2 separate regions of the Gossypium hirsutum genome follow, and region 1 is linked to region 2. A link is a contact called in public Hi-C data. All regions are on one chromosome and are shown on one strand. The core of a region is the stretch at or near the end of the contact, and the rest is flanking DNA. Distances in the headings are between cores, read along the strand shown. Region 1 holds the start of LOC107919833 (protein phosphatase inhibitor 2). Region 2 holds the start of LOC107922941 (pre-mRNA cleavage factor Im 25 kDa subunit 2).

Evidence for each region. A called contact is a pair of places that touch in the nucleus more often than the background predicts.
Region 1: a Hi-C map of leaf shows a contact between it and region 2, with 2.8 times the contacts expected there. The contact joins the promoter of LOC107919833 here to the promoter of LOC107922941 in region 2. A contact is called at or near these places in 8 of 34 Hi-C or Micro-C datasets (callus, leaf and petal).

What each region holds. Positions count from the first base shown.
Region 1 is chrA08:64,521,429-64,526,359 of Gossypium_hirsutum_v2.1, reverse strand. LOC107919833 (protein phosphatase inhibitor 2) reads right to left here and starts at 3,165. Exons shown (of 5, transcript XM_016849324.2): 1 at 2,750-3,165; 2 at 1,659-1,704; 3 at 759-871; 4 at 414-587. The coding sequence starts at 1,663.
Region 2 is chrA08:63,850,091-63,855,134 of Gossypium_hirsutum_v2.1, reverse strand. It overlaps LOC107922941 (pre-mRNA cleavage factor Im 25 kDa subunit 2), which reads left to right and starts at 2,882. Exons shown (of 7, transcript XM_041074466.1): 1 at 2,882-3,175; 2 at 3,751-3,787; 3 at 4,242-4,347; 4 at 4,466-4,539; 5 at 4,678-4,764; 6 at 4,861-4,971. The coding sequence starts at 2,895.

The sequences.
Region 1 (4,931 bases), core at 1,916-4,415, 670 kb before region 2:
GATCATATGAACCTAGATAAAAGGGTACAAAAAAAACGGTGCAAAATTCCAAGCTAAGTTAAAGAAGAAGTTTAGAAGCTATAGTGCTTTTAATGATAATATTCAACATCATGACTTTTTCTACCAGACAGCAGCAGGTAAATCCTGACCACTTCAACGCTCATCCTCACATCCTTCCAAAAGAAAATGTCCGATGATAAATTCCACTAGGAGAAACAAGAAAGGCTCTAACCATCAAAAGCCTGTTTTCTAGAGCAAACCTTATACCATTCACACAAACAAGGATTATTGCTCCCTTGTAATCTCATGAAAGATAAAGCAGTCATTAGATATGCTAACCAACTTAAAAGGAAAGTAAAACATTTTCCAATATGCCATCAGAAACGACAACTAAAAAGCAATGGTCAACAAACCTTCTTCATCATGATCCATAGGATCAGCCTCATCATCAGAAGAAGTCCAACCACCAGACTGCCCAGTTGTTTTTCTACTTGAGGAAGCCACATCTTTCAAAGCAGAGCATAATTCCTCAGCATCCACATCAATGACACAATCGTTGAAACTACGTCCTCTGGGAGACAAAGACCCTAACCAAGATACGAACTATAAGGTGAGAAATGTAATCCAATGTTCAGATTAATGCTCTAACCAAGGTACAAATAAAGTGAAAATAAAATTACACAAGCACCATTTCCTAAATTTCTCACACAAAAATATAGGCTAATACAAGAGGTAAATCACTATGCAAGTGAAAATACCATCATCATCAATCATGGGGTGGTACGGCGTCTTGGGTTCAGTTATTTTCTGCCTTACGGGTTTATTTGCTTCAATTTCCCCCAGATTTTCCTCATTCCATCTTACACGCCTACTGTTTCCCCAAGAAAGAATTATTATTAGATCCAAAACACAACTAAGAATATTATAACTACAAAAACTTACAATTCTTGTTACAGTAGCTAACTATATCAAAACAAGATAGAAGCATAAAAACGAACAACTATGATCAAAATGGGAACATCCTTCTTAAAATCAGCTAGTTCTCGACTACTTGAATCAGAAACTAGATTTGCACTCCAGGCATAGCCTAATCAAGGCAAAGATATGAGGCTGATTTCTAGATAAGTATACTGTATCCTTCCTCATTAAAGTGTTACATCTAAATTATAGACTTGGCATAACTTATATATGACTAAAATTGGCAATTTTTCACCTATTTTTGCTGGTGGAATGGGCTCACCTACAGTTATATCAAGCCATGCATTCATATGTTAAAAGAGTCATTTCTAAAATGAAGAAACACCTTATGAATATTGCATAATTAGAACAATCCATTCTCTTTTAAAACGGACAATCTGCATGGTTAGTATATTTAAAAAAAAAAAGCCACATGTAGAACTAGTCAGCTGGAACCTAAATAGGGAGAAAACAAGCTAAAAGTTGAAGCAGAAGTTAGATTTCTATTTGGCTCAAAAGTTCCAGTGTCCAGAAATGCAAGAAGCTTCAAATATAGTAATATCTTGTTATATGCTATAAAGAATAAAGATAGAAGCAATTTTGAATACGATAAAGTTAACCATAAATCATCTCATCCCATCTGCTTCCAAACGAGCCAAAAGGAAACCAAATAAAAGAACAAGGAAGATATTCTGAATTACTTCATCTGGAAAATTCCGGTGTGCCGACAGCAAGCTTCAAGTAGTCCTGATCCAATGAAACATTATCGTAATCACTTAGCTACACTTTTAACATAAAAAAATGAAACACTAAACTATTCTGCAGATAATGCAGAGTGAAATTACTAATTCATGCTAAAATCAGGCTTGTGCTGGCTTTTACTTTATATTAAACATAAGAGTGTCAAAAAAAGAATCAAACTGGAAAGAGTTCAAAGGCAAACAGTCTTCTGAGTTGATAACAATACAAATTCAGAAATTAGGTACCAGAAAAGAAAAGAAGTTACAACACCAAATGTGGCAAAAGCTTAACTACTCACACTCCAGAGAACCATGTCAAACATAAAAACAGAAAATGCCAGTAGTGGCCATGAGAGGAAAACAGAATTATCCTAAATAAACTAATCCTCAAGGGCAACTTCATCAAGACAAAACCTGGCAGCAAAATCTCACTATTCTAGGGCTACATCCACAAGCAAATCAGTAGCCATGTTGAGTCACAGAGATTCTCAATTCCCAAATGTAAACACTAATACGTTCAAAGATTTGTGGTTTACCACTCTTAAGATCCAAAACATATATATATATATAAATATAAAGCAAGGACAAAAAGAATTAATGTACACTCAAAATGGATGATGCCTAAAACAGTTAACTGGTGCATGAATCAGGGGCACAAGAAAATGAAACCGAAAGTGATTGCATAGGTTACACAACTACTTAACCAGAAATCCCTAAATATATAAATATAAGAAATTATAGTAAAAAATTACAACTACATGCAAGTAATTAAACCTAGAATCAAAAGAACCAAGAAGCAAAAGGCACATAAAAAATAATCAAATGAATGAAGTATATAGCTAATTCAGTCCAAGGATCAGGCTATCAAGCTCAGTTCAGATGGATGCTGAGAAAATGGATAATATAAACAAGAAAAGTTAAAACGGCAAAATAAACTCCAATAACCATTAACAATCAGAGAAATATTTCCATCAATTTAAAATTTCACCGAAGGAATTTCAAATTCACAGAGAAAAGAAAACGAAAAAGCAATTGGAGAGAGAAATTTGTACCTTCCGATCGCTCCTGTTGATTTTGAATACCAAAAAATTTCCATTTTGGGGGATTTTAAGTATTTTATATTACTTATTTCTTTTACCAATTCTGCCCTTTCATTAATTTCAATTACCGGTTGAATCCGAATGCAATTGGGCTATCTCCACCTTTGACTCCGTTGACTTTTCCGTTGAGTCATAAGTATGAGTGTAGATCTTGGCACGCAAGTCCTTAGCAGCCCAAAGGCAACGCTGAAAACTTAATGTTGACTTGCGGAGCTGCGAAATCCAAAACAAAAACATTCTATTACTAATTTCATATTTCCACATTTGGCACTCTAACAACTATATATTTTGATTTTAAAATTATGAAATTAACATTCTTATTCAATAAATATCTTACACATTACAAAATAATATTATTTATCACCTTTAAATTTGCAAGAAGAAATCATGGATAATAAGGAATATAATTTAAATATTTTAATGAGGAAGAAAATCAAAAAATAATATATGGCAAGTAATAAATATATGGCCCCGGGGGGGGGGTTTGAGATATTTTCAGAGCAGGTCTTTCAACTAACAAATAATTTAACTCTAATTTGTTTTAAATATTTTCAATTAAGTCTAAAGTTTGTCTTCTCAATTTATCATTTAATTTTTGTAAAGCTCATAGTAAATTGATCCAATTCCAACGCATTACTAAGATTATAATTAGTATAAAATTTTACTTATAATCATTTTTAAAATATGCAAACCTTTATTTTTCATTGGAATACTTTTTAAAGCTTATAATTGGTATAAAAATTAATTTTTAGACTAATTAATTTTAAAAAAAATTATTAACTAATAAAAATTATAAATTTTATAATAAATTATTTATACAGTTAATTAAAATTTAAACAGTATCTATTCAATTTTAAATTTTTTATAGTGTACAATATAATTATTTTTATGATATTAAAAATATAGTATTTAAATAGTTTACACTAGACAATATTTAATATATTATTCAAAAACATTATTTCATGTTATTTGTAAAAATATACAAAATTTTTAAATAAATTTCACAAATAAATATTTTTTAATTTATACATACAACTAATCCATGCATCACACGACATAAAAAAAAACTAATATATTGTCATGCCCTAGGAAATAGGGGTTAACAGAAATAATTAGACAAAAAAATAAGGCATAGGTTGAATGATTAAGGGATAGTGCATTCATCTTAGAAGTCCTAGGTTTAAACCCCATTCCTTCTATTTCTCTTCCTTTTATTTTAGCAGCTTAGGATAAAAACCTCACTAAAATAAGTACTGTTGGGGGTAAAAATTGAACAAAAGATAGGCTTAAGCTTAATGGTTAGCACGCTAGAACCTCATTGGAGGTCTTAGTAACCACTATAGTATCGTGACTGAGCTCTCCCCAACGACATACCATTACGAAAGTAACTACACAGTGCTCATCCATTGACCTTGTCATAAGTGTGCTACATTCATAGGATTTCCTTGATCTCTTTAGGATAATATCCCTTCTCCTAATATGATCCTATTTTGTCTCATTGTAACCATTACATATTCTTTCATGAAAAGTCAATCACTATCAAATCGTGATCAAGTCATCCATCATAAAGACGGACGATCTGTGGCCACATTTACTTTAAATCTATAACACCCCTTGCCCATATCTAATGCCGGGACAGGGTTCGAGGCGTTACCGGACTTAAACATAAACATTCATATAAAACCGGACCATAAAATTTGGACAAAATCAAATTTATCCATTCACATGCATATCGTCCCTTATATGAGCCCACGAGGCCCAAAACATACGTTGGGAGTGGTTCGAGACTAAACCGAAAACTTTTGGAACTTTTACTATACTTAGAAAATTTTCATACTTTGGAGAGTCACACGCTTGTGTGGCTTAGGACACGCCCGTGTCCTCAGCCCGTGTAACTCTTTGGTTATGATGTCATGCACAATTTGGGGTCAGACGGCCAAGTCACACGCCCGTGTCTCGAGGCTGTGTCCTTCATAAGGTTGAGACACACGGCTGTGTCTCTGCCCATTTGGCCAAGGAAATGACAATTTACCGAGCCATTTGCCACCCTCATTTGCACTCACAATACACACTTTCAATGGAACTTAACATGGCACAATGAAGCTACCAACACAACCATAATCAAGGCTTAAAC
Region 2 (5,044 bases), core at 1,633-4,132:
AGCCCATATTTTCATTTATTTCACAATTTTAACCACAACATTTTACATTTTCTCAATTTAATCCTTAATTGACATTTTCATCAAAAATCACTATACAAAACTTAGATATCTATCACTAAGCTTTCATAATTCATCATCAAACATCCAAAAACACATGAATTCATCAATATAAACTTTCAAAATCATCAACACTTTCTAAAATTAGGGCATGGGCTAGCTAGTACTCAAAGCAACGATCACAAAAATATAGAAATCATCAAAAATCGAGCAAAATACATACCTTAATTAAGCCACACAAGTTCCGAATGGTGTAAGCACTAAAACCATATTCTTTTATTTTATTTTCAGTTCAAAAAGATGAGAAATGATGAACCATTTTGTTATGTTTTATTATAATTAACTTAATTATATAAATACCATTTTAACCTTAATTAAAACATTAAGAAAACATTTAATGGTTGGCCATTTATGTCAAATTCCACTAATCATGGTCTAATTAAATCATAAGGACCTCACATTTAATAAACCATATCAATTAGACACCTTTATCATATAGAATGCAACTTTTTGCATTTTACGCGATTTAGTCTTTTTTTCTCAAATTGAGCTATTAAACGATAAAATTAACTAACGAAATTTTCACACATATATAGTCACATGCTGTAAACACATAAAATAATATTAAAATAATTTTTTGACCTCAGATTTGTGGTTCCAAAACCACTATTCTGATTTAGCTAAAATCGGGCTGTTACATACACCATTTTTCCAAGCATATACAATAGCTACAAGAGCTATTCGTGGATGAACCTCCTCCTACTAATGAGCTTAAGAGAAGAAAGCTTAAAAAGGTTGTTGAAGAAGAATTTAAGGAAGAGTAGGAGGAGGATGAGTAACCTTTTTCACTTAGTGTTTGAACATTCTTACCTTTCATTTTATATTGTCTTTCCTAGTAGATTAGTTAGTACTTTTATTTCTTTTTAGTTATTTTCTTTAGGTTGCATTTGTTTCACTGAAAATAGATCAATTTTCTAGAAAGTTTGATATTTTCTGGTGTTTGGACAATTCTAGGCAAAATATTTTTCGTTGTTTGACAAATTTTCTTGAAATCATTTTCTAAAAGTTGTTCTTAGTATAACAAACAAAACATAAATATATGTGTTAAAAAATATTCTAGTAGCATTTTCTTATGACAATCAAAATTTATGTTGTAATAAGAATAATTTTTATAATAATTAATATCATATATAAACTTAATAATCAACAATGCCTAATTAAAACTTAATTTAAACTACATATATTACATATATGAGAGTGGGTAGTGATTCATTAGAGTTGAAAGGAATAAATGAAGCTAATCCTAATTTAAACAAATACAAATATTTATATAATTTAAATATTCATATTTTATACATTAAAAAATTAATATTAAATATTTATAAATTGTAATATATTTATTAATATAAGTATTTTTCAATAATATATTAAGAATATTATTTAAATTTTAAAATTATTATTGTTAAAATTTATTAAAATAAAATTGTAATATTAAATAATTTGTTAAAATTATAAATTAGATTATTAATTTATTATATTATTGAATGCATGTTTAATAATATTGAACATTATAATATTTTATATTAATATTTTTAAACAATTTTCAAAGTAAAAATAAAAATAATATATTTCAAAGAAAATTATTATAAGAATATCATGCATGATTCAAGTTAATTTTTATACAAAATTAAAATTACATGTAAAAGGGCTCTTTTTTAGAAAATGGCTTATACTTTTCAAAAAGATAAATCAATTTACAAGAAAAAAGGGCTTATTTTTGTTGACTTATAATCATTTACTATTAACCAAGTTATTTTCTATGAAACAAATATAAAAATATATATAAAATATTTCCCGTAAATCATTTCCCATTAAACAAACACCTCCTTAATGTTTGTTTCGTGTATGTGTATCTATGACCTTTTTCAAATTGGAGAGAAAAATGTTGAGAAAGGAAAATGTGGAGTTAAAAATATGAGTGCTCGTCTAGGAAAATGAGAATGGTATCTTTTGAAATCGATTTATCCTAAGAATATATATATATATAAGAAATACAGTGGAAACCAAAAAATGCTATAAAATGTATGAAATAGCTCAAGTCTAAACCATTTTGCTTGTCATCTTTCTAATGGGGTGACATGGATCAAGCACACAAGAACCAGACAACTCAACTATTCAAACACTTTCTAATATTTTGAATTGCGCGTAATTCATCATCTCATTTTTAGCATTATCTCATCAATTCAATTCATTACTTTATATGAAAGTCCTTAGTGCTAGAAGCAATGTTGGAGAAATGGTAGTAGCAAGTGTCTCAACTTTTAGAAGAAGACGTCGCGACATTTGCCATTGACTTCTAATGCTCAAATGTGTGCCAAGGAGATACAGTGTTGCAAAATAGTGGAGTAAGTCACAATGATGAACCAATATTGTCGCGATTTGCGGTTTACTTAAAAGGTCAATGGAGGAAAGGGTGGACAAAAAAGATTTCTTTAATATTTTTAGGGTTTTGTATCAATTTTCTTTTTAGATTCTATTGTAAATACTTAGTTTAATTAGATTTCTAGTAGCTTTGTGTTGTATTTTCTTATATACCAATCACAATTGGACTTAGAGAGCAAGTGTAGGAAGATTGTACCTTGGGCAAAACTTCAATTTGAGATCACCATTATTAACCATTTTTAAACTCAAATCTTTTAATTTCCTGCGCTTAGTTGATGATGTTGATACGATGGACCTATTTGTAATGGTTGTATTAGAAAGGATTAAGAAGGAGCGGAAATAGCAGATAATGAGTAATGTGACATATCGACAAATGCAATGAGCCTAATAAACATATGCCCATTTTACAACAATGGTTAGGCCCTTTCCTGATTATTATCAATGGGCTTAACTCCTTAATAAGACAATATTCATTGACCTTTCCCACCCTTCTCTCTCCGTACCCACAATCGATTTTGCCGCCGGGGAAACAAACGTTTCGACTCGGAGAGGGAGAGATGGTAATGTCACCGGTGGTTAACACGTACCCTTTGTCCAGCTACACCTTTGGTACCAAAGAGCCGAAGATGGAGAAGGACACGTCCGTCGCCGATCGCCTTGCTCGCATGAAAGTCAAGTAATTCATTTTTTCACTTTCTTCATTTTATTCTTTGTATAATTTCATATTTTTTCAGGATTTTTAAAAACCCTAGATAAACCCCAATTTCCCTTTTGGCTCCTGAGAATGCTGACTTGAAGTTGGCTTTTCATGTGCTTAGGGTTCCTTTGTACTATTCTGTTTCAGAAATATGGAAAAGAAAATGAGGAAAAAAGGGCTAATTTTGAATTGCTTTGTGTTGGACTGTTCGAATTAGTTGAGTCGGTGGTCTTCGAAACCCTAGCTGCTTCTCGTTTCTTAGATCATGTTGGGATCTGGGGGCAATATGTAGTTCAAAACCTATTTACTGGTAGAAACCTTATAACATTTGAACTGAGATTTTGATTTTGTTTCTCGTATTTTAGACGATGTAAAAGTATTGACTTGGTTTTTGGGTAAGCAAAAGCAAGAAAACCCTTTTTCAAAAAAGAAAACAGGTGCCAATTACTTGAAGAATTTATCGTGGATGTCATTAGATTACTTACAGATTGGCATGTTGAAACTTTCCTTTATGAGCTTAAGTTAGTAATCGATTTTTTTTATTGGAGTTGCAGTTACATGAAAGAGGGCATGAGAACTAGCGTTGAATTTATTGGTATGTAACTGTACCTCTGTTTAGCCATTACATCATAATAACCAACAAGATTTAACCTTATAATGTTTATGCTTCTCTCTCTTTTGCAAATATGAGTGGTAATGGTTTTCACTCCTACTTTTCTATACACAGTAGTTAGCCCGTACATGTGTTTACATATGGCCATGATAGTCAACCTGGAAGAAATTTACAACTATGTCTTATGTGTATAAAGAGGAATTACATCCTAATACATGAAAGGCCCCTTTTTTATGGAATTTATATGTATATTTTAATTATCATTGTCTATGATAATATCTAAAGGAATTAGCATTCTCTTTGGCATTATGAGTTTATCTTGTACTTCTGCTGAACTTACTACTTACCATAATTTTTGTGTGGTTTACAAAAAGTTGGCTTCTAATTATGACCATTTTAATGTTTTTTTTTCCCTTCGATTGCTTATACTACCTTCTCATGCAGGTCCAAGAACATAATCATCCTCACATTCTTCTTCTGCAAATTGGGAACACATTCTGCAAACTTCCTGGTGGACGACTGAAGCCTGGAGAGAATGGTATCATCTTTTAACTATTTTCATTTTATGTTGTTCTCCTTACATCGTTTCTGCTGTGCTATTTTGGAGATTCTGTGTCCTTTGTAATACCTATGCTCTTATGTTTGTTTGGCTTCAGAGATTGAGGGTTTGAAAAGGAAGCTGACCAGCAAGCTTGGAGCTAATTCACCTGCTCTTGTGCCAGACTGGCAGGTACAGATTTTTGTAACTATCTTACTAAGATGACTAGTCATGTTTTCCTAACAATTTCCGTTGATCATTGTAATGCTGTAGCTTGGAAACATTTTCTTTAATTCACATTTCTCTCTCTTCCTTGTTATCTTGTTTCAGATTGGTGAGTGCGTGGCCATCTGGTGGAGGCCCAACTTTGAGACCATAATGTATCCATATTGTCCTCCCCACATCACAAAACCTAAGGTATCGTGTAGATGTTGTTGATCTTTTAGTTACTTGATGTTTCTATTTATGACCTATCCTGTCCTTTCTCAATCTCTGTTATTGATATGATTGCAGGAATGCAAGAAGCTTTTCCTTGTCCATTTGTCTGAGAAAGAGTACTTTGCAGTACCAAAAAATTTGAAACTTCTTGCTGTACCATTGTTTGAGCTTTATGACAATGTTCAGGTAGGCAGCAACCTAATTTTAGTCCATTCTTCAACGGATTTAAGTTTTTAATGTTGTATTAATGAAAATGCGT